4 separate regions of the Mus musculus genome follow, and all the other regions are linked to region 1. A link is a contact called in public HiChIP or PLAC-seq and promoter capture Hi-C data. All regions are on one chromosome and are shown on one strand. Each heading gives the region's core, a stretch centred on a gene start, on an enhancer-like site or on the middle of the called end of the contact. The rest is flanking DNA. Distances are from core to core; before and after follow the strand shown.

What was found. Promoter capture Hi-C pulls out the DNA fragments that hold promoters and counts their contacts. HiChIP or PLAC-seq counts read pairs in DNA pulled down with a chosen protein or histone mark.
Region 2: a contact with region 1 is called in an H3K4me3 HiChIP or PLAC-seq map of craniofacial prominence, with 3 times the contacts expected there. The contact joins the enhancer-like site here to the promoter of Eya4 in region 1. A contact is called at or near these places in 6 of 39 promoter capture datasets (the 3T3-L1 cell line, 3T3-L1-derived adipocytes, cranial neural crest and 2 more), 2 of 484 Hi-C or Micro-C datasets (both in embryonic fibroblasts), 4 of 115 datasets of contacts at active chromatin or transcription factors (craniofacial prominence, embryonic limb bud and embryonic stem cells) and 1 of 9 other capture datasets (adipose tissue).
Region 3: a contact with region 1 is called in a promoter capture Hi-C map of maxillary cranial neural crest. The contact joins the enhancer-like site here to the promoter of Eya4 in region 1. A contact is called at or near these places in 8 of 39 promoter capture datasets (the 3T3-L1 cell line, 3T3-L1-derived adipocytes, cranial neural crest and 5 more), 1 of 484 Hi-C or Micro-C datasets (embryonic stem cells), 5 of 115 datasets of contacts at active chromatin or transcription factors (the NIH/3T3 cell line, craniofacial prominence, embryonic forebrain and 2 more) and 1 of 9 other capture datasets (adipose tissue).
Region 4: an H3K27ac HiChIP or PLAC-seq map of vascular smooth muscle cells shows a contact between it and region 1, with 4 times the contacts expected there. The contact joins the enhancer-like site here to the promoter of Eya4 in region 1. A contact is called at or near these places in 4 of 39 promoter capture datasets (the 3T3-L1 cell line, cranial neural crest and hippocampal neurons), 3 of 484 Hi-C or Micro-C datasets (cortical neurons, muscle stem cells and myocytes), 7 of 115 datasets of contacts at active chromatin or transcription factors (craniofacial prominence, differentiating embryonic stem cells, embryonic fibroblasts and 4 more) and 2 of 9 other capture datasets (adipose tissue and pancreatic islet).

What each region holds. Positions count from the first base shown.
Region 1 is chr10:23,348,537-23,351,176 of GRCm38.p6, reverse strand. Eya4 (EYA transcriptional coactivator and phosphatase 4) reads left to right here and starts at 1,287. Exons shown (of 19, transcript NM_001347372.1): 1 at 1,287-1,415.
Region 2 is chr10:23,562,496-23,565,135 of GRCm38.p6, reverse strand. No RefSeq gene overlaps it. Among named protein-coding and RNA genes, the nearest start is that of Gm47843, 11 kb to the left of the region's middle. Within about 2 kb of position 1,290, at least 6 of the 459 cell types and tissues checked have an H3K27ac peak or open chromatin away from gene starts, as enhancers often do. A contact at or near this core is called in craniofacial prominence and embryonic limb bud, where this site is marked.
Region 3 is chr10:23,143,421-23,146,060 of GRCm38.p6, reverse strand. All of the region lies in intron 10 of Eya4 (EYA transcriptional coactivator and phosphatase 4), which reads left to right. Among named protein-coding and RNA genes, the nearest start is that of Gm24655, 22 kb to the left of the region's middle. Within about 2 kb of position 1,295, at least 9 of the 459 cell types and tissues checked have an H3K27ac peak or open chromatin away from gene starts, as enhancers often do.
Region 4 is chr10:23,202,015-23,204,654 of GRCm38.p6, reverse strand. The region is part of intron 3 of Eya4 (EYA transcriptional coactivator and phosphatase 4); the gene reads left to right. Among named protein-coding and RNA genes, the nearest start is that of Gm24655, 36 kb to the right of the region's middle. Within about 2 kb of position 1,349, at least 60 of the 459 cell types and tissues checked have an H3K27ac peak or open chromatin away from gene starts, as enhancers often do. A contact at or near this core is called in embryonic fibroblasts, muscle stem cells, myocytes and 1 more, where this site is marked.

The sequences.
Region 1 (2,640 bases), core at 38-2,537:
TGAGCAGTACAGCAACTGACAATAAATTCAAAATGAGTTGATACACATTATCAAAGTATCAGGACAGATGTTACTGATGGAGACAATGGGCTTTAGGGAAAGGTGGGGTTATATGGGAGTAATATTTGGGGATTGTCTTTGCTTTGGTCCAAGAGTGTGATATTTATATTTGTCTGTGAAATATGAAATCCAATGTAGGTACAAAAGACATCAACAGAAGGCATAGGCTCAAAATGCCATTTCAGCAGTGTGCCCTGAGCAGTTCTGACTGGCCTTTGGAAGTCACTGCAGTCTGACCTTTGGGCGCCTGGGAGGGGCGCCTATAGCTGCGCCCGGCCTGGAAGGGGCCCAGGCACTTCCCAGTGCTGCCCGTCTGCACGCTGCTAACTCCTTCATCGCTTCCATCTCCAGGAAAAAGCTCTTTCCTAAATCCAGAGCAAGCTTTGGGCTGGTGTCAGTTGGCGTTTAACTTTGTTGCAAGTGGACTAGAGTCCCTTCTGCCTCCTCTCTTGGGGTAAGTGGCAAGGAGTCCGACTGAGGGCCTGTAGCTCGCACAGGGTAGTTAGGGGACCGCCGCCCAGAAGCAGGTGGGGGACCGAGGAGCCCGGTGGCGGGCTGGTCCCTTCAGTCTAAAGGCCTCGGTGGCCAGCGCCAGGCGGGGTGGGGGCGGGGTGAGGCGGCGCAGAGGGCGCGGAGATTACCGCGGCGCCACCAGAGACGCGCAGAGCCGGGGAGCCCCGGAGGTCCCCCCACGCGAGACCTCAAAAAAGAAAAAAAAAGCCGATGATAACAGGCAGTTTCCAGAGATCGAATAAAAAGAGAGGGCTTCTGCGCCCGCCAAGATCTCCTGCTCTTCCGGCGGCCTGCCGGGAGGCCCCCAGCGGCCACCCTAGCCCCAGGACGCAGGCGGCGACGTCCCCCCCCAACCCCCCCACATCCCGCCTCCTGCCTCTAGGCTCCAGCTCCGCGCGCTAGGGAGAGGCTGCCCGCGGCGCGGCGCACGCTCCGGCGGCTCCCGGCTTGCGCGCAAACCTTTCCCGGTCGGCGCCCTAGAGAGGGGACTGAGCGGCGGGGACCTGCGGAGGGACGCCCGGCCACCCGGCGCGCGCGCGCTTTCTCTTTTCTTCTGCTCGCTAACGCCGCTCGGCTGCTCGGACTTTGGTTCGGCTCCTTTCGTCCTCCCCCCCCCCCCCTCGCAGCCGGCTCCCCCACCCCGCCCTGTTTCTCCCCCACTTGTGTAAGCTATTTGTTGGGGGTGGCCGAAAGGGATGTCCTGTTTTTACCAGAGACACAGCGCGAAGGGAAAACTTAGACACTGGAAGGAAAGCGAGTAAATACGTAGATCGGACCCGCAGATCACTGGCTGGGACAGACAATTGAACTTCGGGAGTCCAAGGCGGTCCGGGCCGCCAGAGGTGAGTGTCCTCTCTTCATCCGACCCGGTTTTTGAAGTCCAATGGAGGGGGGAGGTGTGTCCAGATTTGGATGATTCCCCCAAACTGTCCCCTAGAAAGTGCTAGCTAGACACTTTGTAGTGCGTGAATGGGGATCTGGGGATGGAGGTCGCGCGCAGGGAGAGTGTGTGAGCCTCGGAGTTCTCCCCGATGATCCAACAGCAGTGTCCCATGGCCAGGGTCCCTAGGACCTCAGTGGTACGCTCGCCCAGGAAGACCCTCAACGACCTGGTCCCCAGTAACCCCTCTTGTCTAGCGCCACAGGACCTGAGTGAGTCTCGCGTCGTCCCCGGGTGCGGATCCTACCTGCCTGCACCCTGTTCCCTGTCGCCCGGGAAGCTTACACCAGACTCTTCCCACTCCCACCCGGTGACATTTAATACTTTGTGATGACCTGCTACGTGGAGTAAGGGTGCTGCCTCACTCAGTGTCCCTTGGAGAGCCGTGGGCGCCTGGGTTTGCGTGAGGCCGGGAGCGCGTGTACCCAGAGGCCAAGCCCTGGTCTCCAGGTACCGGTCGCAGTCTAAACAGGGGGGGGGGGTCACTTTAATGGTTTTTACGTGGCGTGGACGAATGTCTCTTGCAGTGTGCCAGGGTCTGTGAAATTAGAGGCGCCTTGTCAGAGGAGTCGCGTTCATTGGCTCCAGGAGCGGATGCTGAGGAGCAATTCTAACTTCTCCAAAGCCAAGGACCAGGCTGGGGCGAGCAGGTTTCTCTCAGAGCTCACTGGATCTGGGGTGGCCTTGGCACTCTAAACGCTTGTAGAGCTTGGTCATCTGTGACTGGGAGACAGACTGTGTGAGCCCGTTTCGTTTTGCAAGCCACAGCAACCCCAAACTTTTCATTTTATTTTTCTATTAGCACTAAATTCTTTTCCTTTTTTCTTTGTATTCGAGATTCGCAATCTCTCTGAAAGAAACAAGGAGGTTTTGACTGAGCCTGGTGGCAGAGCGGTGGCAAAACTAAGGGAGTGCAGTTTGATTTTTGCCACCGTCCCCTTGTTTGGGATGTTAGCGCCTCAGCTCACATCTTTCAAGTTCCTGGGAGACTAACGGGGTTTGCGGTTTGGGTGGGATCGGCGTGGCCTTCTCCTTTTCTCCCGGACAACGCAGGGACCATTCAGGGAGCCTCCTGAACTCGAGGGCCCCCGTGGAAGGCGCGCATCCCCGCGCGGGGACAACCTAGG
Region 2 (2,640 bases), core at 41-2,540, 210 kb before region 1:
AGGGTGCTGGGAACAACACAGCAACTATCATGTAGCCGAAGAGAAGTGGAGACCCCATGGCTTGCAAAAGTGAGAAAACATGGAGATGTGACAAGGAAGTGATCCTACCGCTTACTGGTCATGTTTCCTGGCCATCCATGATGTCTGGGTGATAAATCCCTACATTTCAGGGTTGTCAGGCTTCTACTTTTTGCCTTGCCTTTTGTGAGTAAGAATTACCACAATTCCCCTGGATTTCTGCAGCCATCACTCTCCCTGTTCAATACCCCGAGTCAAGTTCTTCCTCCTCGTGGAGCATTCCAGAGCAGCCAGAGGCCCCCGGAGGCCCCTGTACCACACTTTGGAGGAGTTCTGGCTGCAATGATGCATGAGAAGGAAATAAAATACAGTATATCAAATACTTGTGCTCACTTAGCACATCCAAATGGTGACAGTTACAAGGGAAAAACACGGAAAACCCAAGTAATACAATACACCAGCCTTAAATATTACATCATATTTCAGGAAAGGCTGGTGCGTTTTTGTGATGTATGGGATGTATCTTACTTAAGTGATTTCTTGGCCCTTGGTATTTGAGCTGTGGTATGCCATAGTAGACAAATGAAAATATAACACACTCTTGATTATATCAGAAAAGTGAGCAACAACTTTCCTTCTATTTTGTGAAAGCAATCTCTATACTGCTTCATTTGTTATGTGTGTGTGGTGGTGGTGGTGGTGGGGAAACATTTCTATACAAACTCTGAGGTCATTCAGTTCAATCACCGGGGACTTTTGTAACGAAAATGCTTTTAAGGGTCTAATTCCACAATATCTGTTTTCTACCATTTGATTTTGTCTAGAACATTAATAGAATTAACAACTAAATTGGTCTCCTTTTTCCCCTCAGTGGTAGCAATGAAGTAGTAAATATTTTAATGAAAATGTGTCAAATCTCTTCACTGGACACATTGAGGTATGGATTAACTTTCAACAATGAATTTTAGTCTCTGAGGGTAGACACATGGACTTTTCAAGAAAGAAGACCTATGTGATAGTGTGACTTCACAATGAGACAGAATTATAACAAGTATGTAAGTAGCCCAGTTATTTGTGATTTTGTTAGTGGTCCTCTATGACTGAACTGTCTGCTCTTCTAGTCTCTTACTGGAGCCTAAACCCCAGTGATTTGGAAACGAAGCCACAAGAATGGCCTCTTCAGATGAAAAGATTAATGTTGGAGCAAGGAGAGACCGTCCTCCTCTACAAATGAGCACCAAGCAAAGGCTGTTGTGACCACACATGGCCAGAGGTGACACTCAAATCAAGAAGGGATCCTTCACAAGAGGCAAACTCTGCCAGACCTCAGTCTTGGATTTCTAGACTAGAACAAACTGTGATAACACACTCATTTTGTTTAAGCTCCTCAGGCTGGTGTTTCATTAAAGCAGACCCAACTTAATGTAGTGGCTGAAGAAGGGTCCCGGGAGCTGGTAGAATCGTGCCTCAAGTTGAATTTTAGAGGGACCTTATTCCAAAACACTTTGACACGATGAAGTATTTTCACTGTCTAATTTTTATTTCAAAGTGTTTCTTTTAAAATGTCCAAAATGTCTCTAGTATAGATGCTGCTATATAATCGCAGAGAAATGAGTGATTTACAATGGAATGGTTGCAGTCTGTTTTCTGGTTTTTCATTGAGAAAGGCATAGTATCCGGATATTATAATAGAGGGCTATGAAGGCTCAGAGTTGTTCTGCATGTGGAAGGTTTTTAGCAACGCTTTGGCTACATCTCCATAAGGAATCCAAGCTGAAGAGCCCGACATAATGTTTTTCATTTTCTAGAATTCAATAGAAGAAGATAAGCTTTGAGAACTGGTGAAACCATTTCAAATCCTCAATTGCACGATTTGTTCTTCAGACTGCTAATCATTTATTTCAACCTTAATGTCATTGGCTTACTTATTAGCTAATTTCACTTCCACATATCTCCTGAGTAATGAAATGTCTCTCTCCTCTCCAACTTAACTTCCACCCATCCATTAGCACATGAGTGTCTACCTGTCTATCCAATGAGTCTGTGTCTGTGATACGTTTCCCTGACCAATTCCGTGGAACTTTCTAATTCCTATCTATGACCTGGTAAATCATTTTCCTTTTCTACAGTAAATAGAAATCTTGAAAACTAAGTGCAGATTATTGAGTGGCCGCATAGCCCAGAGAGTATGACAAATGATACAATATTTAAAGGAATAACAAAATGTGGCCACTTTTGTTTGCTTCTGGGAAACTGGAATTTTGCCTAGATTTTAAATATTAGATCCATTATCCACATTGAAATATTTGCCAAAGTATTGATTTTCTGAGAATGCACCGATACCTCTAGGCTTGTGTTCAAGGCAGAAAAGATCTGGAATCTCTCTTTGTGAGGAGGGAAGGACCTCTTGTGCACTGGCTGTGACCAATCAAGTTCTGCTTGATGCCAAAAAATTAAACACAGTGAGGCCAGACCTTGTCAGCAATGAGTTGATTGCTTTAAATAAGGGAGATTTCCTGAATGTTTAAATTGAAACTTCGACTTTGATTAAAGCAAAGCAAAGGGCCAGGATGGCTTCCTAACTATTTAGTTCCTAAAATTCCTGTGAGGTCTGGAGATGAC
Region 3 (2,640 bases), core at 46-2,545, 210 kb after region 1:
CCTTTGATAACAGACATCCTATAAAGTGTGAGTTTCAGTATATAGTTTGAACTTGCGTTTCTCTAATTACCACTGCTATTTTCATACACTGATTGACCATCTCTATGTCTTCTTCTGAGAACCAGCTGCTCTGGCCGTTGCTTCTGTCTTCAATCAGGTTATTTCATTTTCTTTCCACTGGGTGGTTTGGGTTCCATATATGTCTTAGATATGTCACATGCATGACTTCCCAACATATTCTTTCATTCTGGTGAGTTGTTAGAGGTCTTTCTTGATCAGGAGAAACTATTTCTATTTGGAGGAGGAACTATTAGCCTGGTGGTTATAGCAGAAATTCTGGAATCACATTGACATCACCAAATATCAGCTGATTGTTGTTGCCTAATTAAGTATATTGTGTTGCCAGTTTCTCCATAGTTATAAGATAATAAGGGCATAGTTCTGTGTTAGCTGGGAATTGGGTTTAATTCTCTGTCTATGTCTCTCTCACTCATTCTCACTCTCTCATACACACAATGTTCACAATAAACACCTACAAATCAGAAAAAAATGGCAAATTTTAAATAGATGAAAACATGTTCCTCATTATTACTTTTCAAGAAAATTTTATTTCAAATAATAACTTATCACCATGTATCCACAAAGGTTGAAATAAGGATTAACAGTACCAAGGACTAACAAGAACTATGGGGGATGGTGATACTCATGAGACAGTAGGTCAGTAATTCCTCTATGAAGATCTGCGTCTGTACCAGATGGCTGTACCCCTCCACTGACCCAGCAATACCAGTGCTGAGTAGATACTCAACAGGGAGAGATCTCACTGGCACACACTCAATACATAATATTTATAATTATAATTTATAGTCACCTAACCATGTGACTCACCTAAATGGCAATCAGCAGAAAGAAAGAGTAAGACATGTGTCTTTGAGAGAGTCCTAGACAAATTAAGCAAAGAAGAAACAAACATTCTGAGTTCTCACCAACATAATGAGGTGTAGATGGTGTTTTGATTTTTCATTTTAAAGGGCAGTGCATGCTGTAAACTAAAAGTTTAATAAAAATAAGGCTATCCTTCAGAATTTTCTTCTAAATGCCTGCTTTACTCTCATGGAGAACACTTTTGCCCATGATTTTCTTCTGTATTCTTTGGGTATCTTTAAGATCCTTAACTAACTGGCAAAGAACCACTGAGAACAGATTCTCCTGTGTTTAGAAACCCACACACTTCCTGTGGCCCCATTTTTTCCCTTCAACACTGTGATAGCTGCTGAATCTCAGGTTTAAATAGCTGACTTGTTCCTGCCAGATTCCTTAGTGCTGACATAGGCTGCTGCTAGCCATCCTATCTGTAACTTAAGACAGCGATTGGAAGTTTGCAATTTTCTTGTCTTTCCATTCTTGCACTGCTACCCAAAGTAAAAGGCTACGTGTGTGTGTGTGTGTGTGTGTGTGTGTGAGAGAGAGAGAGAGAGAGAGAGAGAGAGACAGAGACAGAGACAGAGAGAGACAGAGAGACAGAGAGACATAAGAGAGACAGAGACAGAGAGACAGAGAGAGAGACAGAGAGAGAGAGAGAGAGAAGATCACCTTAAAATTGATCTGCAAAAACCATAAAGACATGTATCACACAACCACCTGGTATACCAGCACTTGAAAAGCAGGAGTTCTGTGTCATCCTTGGCTATGTAAGGAGTTTGAAGCGAGCATGAAATCTAGTCTCAAGAAAAAAAGCCAAATAAATAAGAAAAAAGAACAACAAATGTGTGTGTGTGTGTGTGTGTGTGCAAAAAGAGAGAGATTTCATAAATGCCACACCAAAAAAGTTTTGTTTAAGCTTATTTTTTAAAGTAAGAGTTAGTTTGAGGCTGGAACGATGTCTCAGTGGTAAAGAGCACGCCCTGCTCTTGCAAAGGACCTGAGATTGGTTCTCAGCATCCATGTCTGGAGGCTCACAGACAGCTATAACTTCAGGTCAGGGGATCCAGTGTAATCTTCTGGCATTCACGGACACACATAGTTTACATGTGCACATACACATACCTACCTACACACATATACGCATACACATAAATAAAAATAAAATTTTGAGGTATGAATGAATTTGAATCGTGTTATTTAAAGAAAGGTATTAGATTAGCATGACTTATTAACCCAAGGGAATTTTTGTCCCAGTATCCAGTATAAGAGTGGAAAGCAGAGAAGGGTGTGTGTAGTGTTACTTAGAAGTTCAAATATCTAAATCCTATTCAAATAAGCTGGAACGTAAGCTGCAGCAAGGTAAGGCTGTGTTCAAACTTGTAGTTAAAGCATTTTATCAGTGTGCTGTCCACCCTGTCTGTGGTGGCAGTGGCAGTGGCAGTGGCAGGGAAACCAGGAGCCGTGCTGGCACTGCTTTAAGAGCAAACAACATTTACAGTAAGATGTGTTTTTATATCGTTACTTTATTTTTTACTGAAACGAGATTTTTTTCATAAAATATATCCTGATCATAGTTTCCCTCCTCCAGCTCCTCCCAGGTCCTCACCTTCTCCCCACTCACCCAAACCCACATGCTTTGTGCTCTCTCTCTCTCTCTCTCTCTCTCTCTCTCTCTCTCTCTCTCTCACACACACACACACACACACACACACACAC
Region 4 (2,640 bases), core at 100-2,599, 150 kb after region 1:
ACAAACAATTTCGATTTGTTTTCTTTCTGTGGTGGGTGGTGCTGTCCAGTACACTTTCTGAGATGATGGGGATGTCCTTTTAGATGTGTTGTCTTGTGCAGTGGGCACTAGCTACACTCAACCAATGAGCGACTGAGCTGAGACTAGCACACTGAGAAGCAAGCCGATTCCTTCGTTTTCACCGTCTTACACCAGTGCAGCCACAGGTAGCTAAGGTTTGCTGTACAGCACAGGACAACCATGCAGAGAGCCTGTGGGAGACCAGGGAAGCTCACACCAGCATCTCTACTCTGTAAAATTATTTATACACCATGCCAGTAGTAAGACTGGATGGGTATTTCTGCTTTTCTGCTCCTGTTGTTTTGCTCAGTACCTTTTTCTACATCAAAGAGCCACCTGCCTAGATATGACACTGCAGTCAATGGGCTGGGCTCCCTAGATCCACTAACAATCCAAGAGTGCCCCTCGTCATGTGCATAGGCTAATCTGATGGAGACAGTCAGTTGACATTAATGACTAATTCGGTTATTTCAACATCTTGGCAGTTATGACTAGTGCCTCAGCAAATGTGGGGGCTGTAGATTCTTCCACAACACGCTGGCTTCATCCCTTGGCGAGTGATCCAGACTTCAGGATTTCTGTGCCAGCAGGAGCTAAGCTTTCTTGTATGTAACCTGACAGCTACACAGAGAGATCTAAGAATCATGGAGCCACCAATTCTATTGCACTCACAATTAAACCCAGGTTGAGAAGGGATTTCACAAGATCAAAGTGGAGCTAGTGAAGGTGAACTTTTTCTTTTTTTTTTTTTCTTTTTTTTACTACTTACCAAATTGCTCTTCACTGGAAGTGATACACACACACACACACACACACACACACACACACACACACTTGCTCTCGTGCGTGAGCACACGCAGTCAAAACCAGCATCAAACCCCTTGACAACAGAACTCAAATTAACCCTCAATCACACACATATGGGGAGAAGGAACTTGGCTCTGACGAAGGCTGTGACTAATTCTCATGTCACGACTAACGAGAGTAATTAGGGGGCGTTAGGCAATGTCACAAAGGTTTTAGTTGTGCAAAATGATCAGACTTCCTAGAAACAAATGAGACTGCTTAATGTTAAGTGTACACCATTTGAGAATGGGCTGCCTAATCTTTCAAAAGTGGAGCTAGTGAATTAAAGGAACTTCCCCAAACCTCCACCCAGCACATGGTAAGTTCATGCCCAAAGTCCATCACTTTGATTCTCAGCTTTCCCATGACTTCAGGATGCCTCTGTGATGCAACCCTGCCGAGCCCGTCTGTAACTAAAATCCTGCTAAGATTTACCCAGTCTTATATGCAGAATCCAGAAACCACACAGAAGTGTTTCTCTTCTTACCCTCACATGACTGTTCAGTCAGTCCATCTGCCATGTAACCACATGAAAGAATTCTCAACAAATCCAACTCATTATCCAAAGTGTTTGCAGAATCCCCCGAGGAGACAGACTCTGGGAGGAGAACTATCTTCACTACTTTACAAGTGAAATGTTGAGGAGAACATTTTTCCTCAAAAAGTCAGAGGAGTAATGACCTATCCACCACACAGGCCGGTAGCATGCACATTGTGTTGTTCTAGTAATACATTCCTAATTTGTGTCATAAATGCTTATTAGCAGGATCCAAACTACCAGCAGCAATGAAAACTACAGCATAAAGCTAGGAAAGGTACTTCTGGGAGCGTTTGTGTCATCCGTAAGTAAAAGCTCATCTTGATATCGTTTTCACGGTTAGTTCTTCATTTTGGTCAATGTATTTATTCCCTATCTCTACCTCCTTTGCAAAACCTCCAAAGAATGCTAGAGAAAACCAGGCAACCACAACATTTGATTTTCTGGCAATCTTCCCTTTGGAAAACAGACTTGAACTTCATGACAGACAGTAGTCTAGGAATGTTAAGAACACAGGAGAGACTTCAATAAGAAATAAGGGAAATTGGAAACAGAAAGAAAGAGAGAGAGAGAGAGAGAGAGAGAGAGAGAGAGAGAGAGAGAGAGAGAGAGAGAGAAAGAAAGAAAGAAAGAAAGAAAGAAAGAAAGAAAGAAAGAAAGAAAGAGGGAGGGAGGGAGGGAGGAAGGAAGGAAGGAAGGAAGGAAGGAAGGAAGGAAGGAAGGAAGAAAGGAAGGAAGGAAGGAAGGAAGGAAGGAAAGAAGAAAGAAAGGAGGGAAATAGTGAAAGAGAGGGGAAGAAAAAAAAGAAGAAAGCAGCTGTATTTCCATCCTTTTTTCAGGAAAAAAAAAAAAGGTATAACAAACACTGAAATCCCAAATTGGCTGAATGTGCAAAAAGTTCACTATTTGATTTACAAATTCCTAGTAGACTCCACTTAATTGAATCTAGGAAACTAAACCTACTGGAGCCGAGGAGGCTTCTGATTGCGTTTCACCTGGGTCAGAGAAGGTCTTTGGCTTGTTTAGGCATGGAGAGAAGGGCTGCTCTGGTAAAGCTGGCTGAACTCTGAGCTACTGGCAAAAGAAGGCTCTAGAGAAAGCAACAGCTAGTCTGTGCTTCCAAGTCTGGGGCTGCTCCAGACTGGCTACCTCTACCCCTTCCTCTCCTTCAACATCTAGTCCAGTCCTCTCTCAGC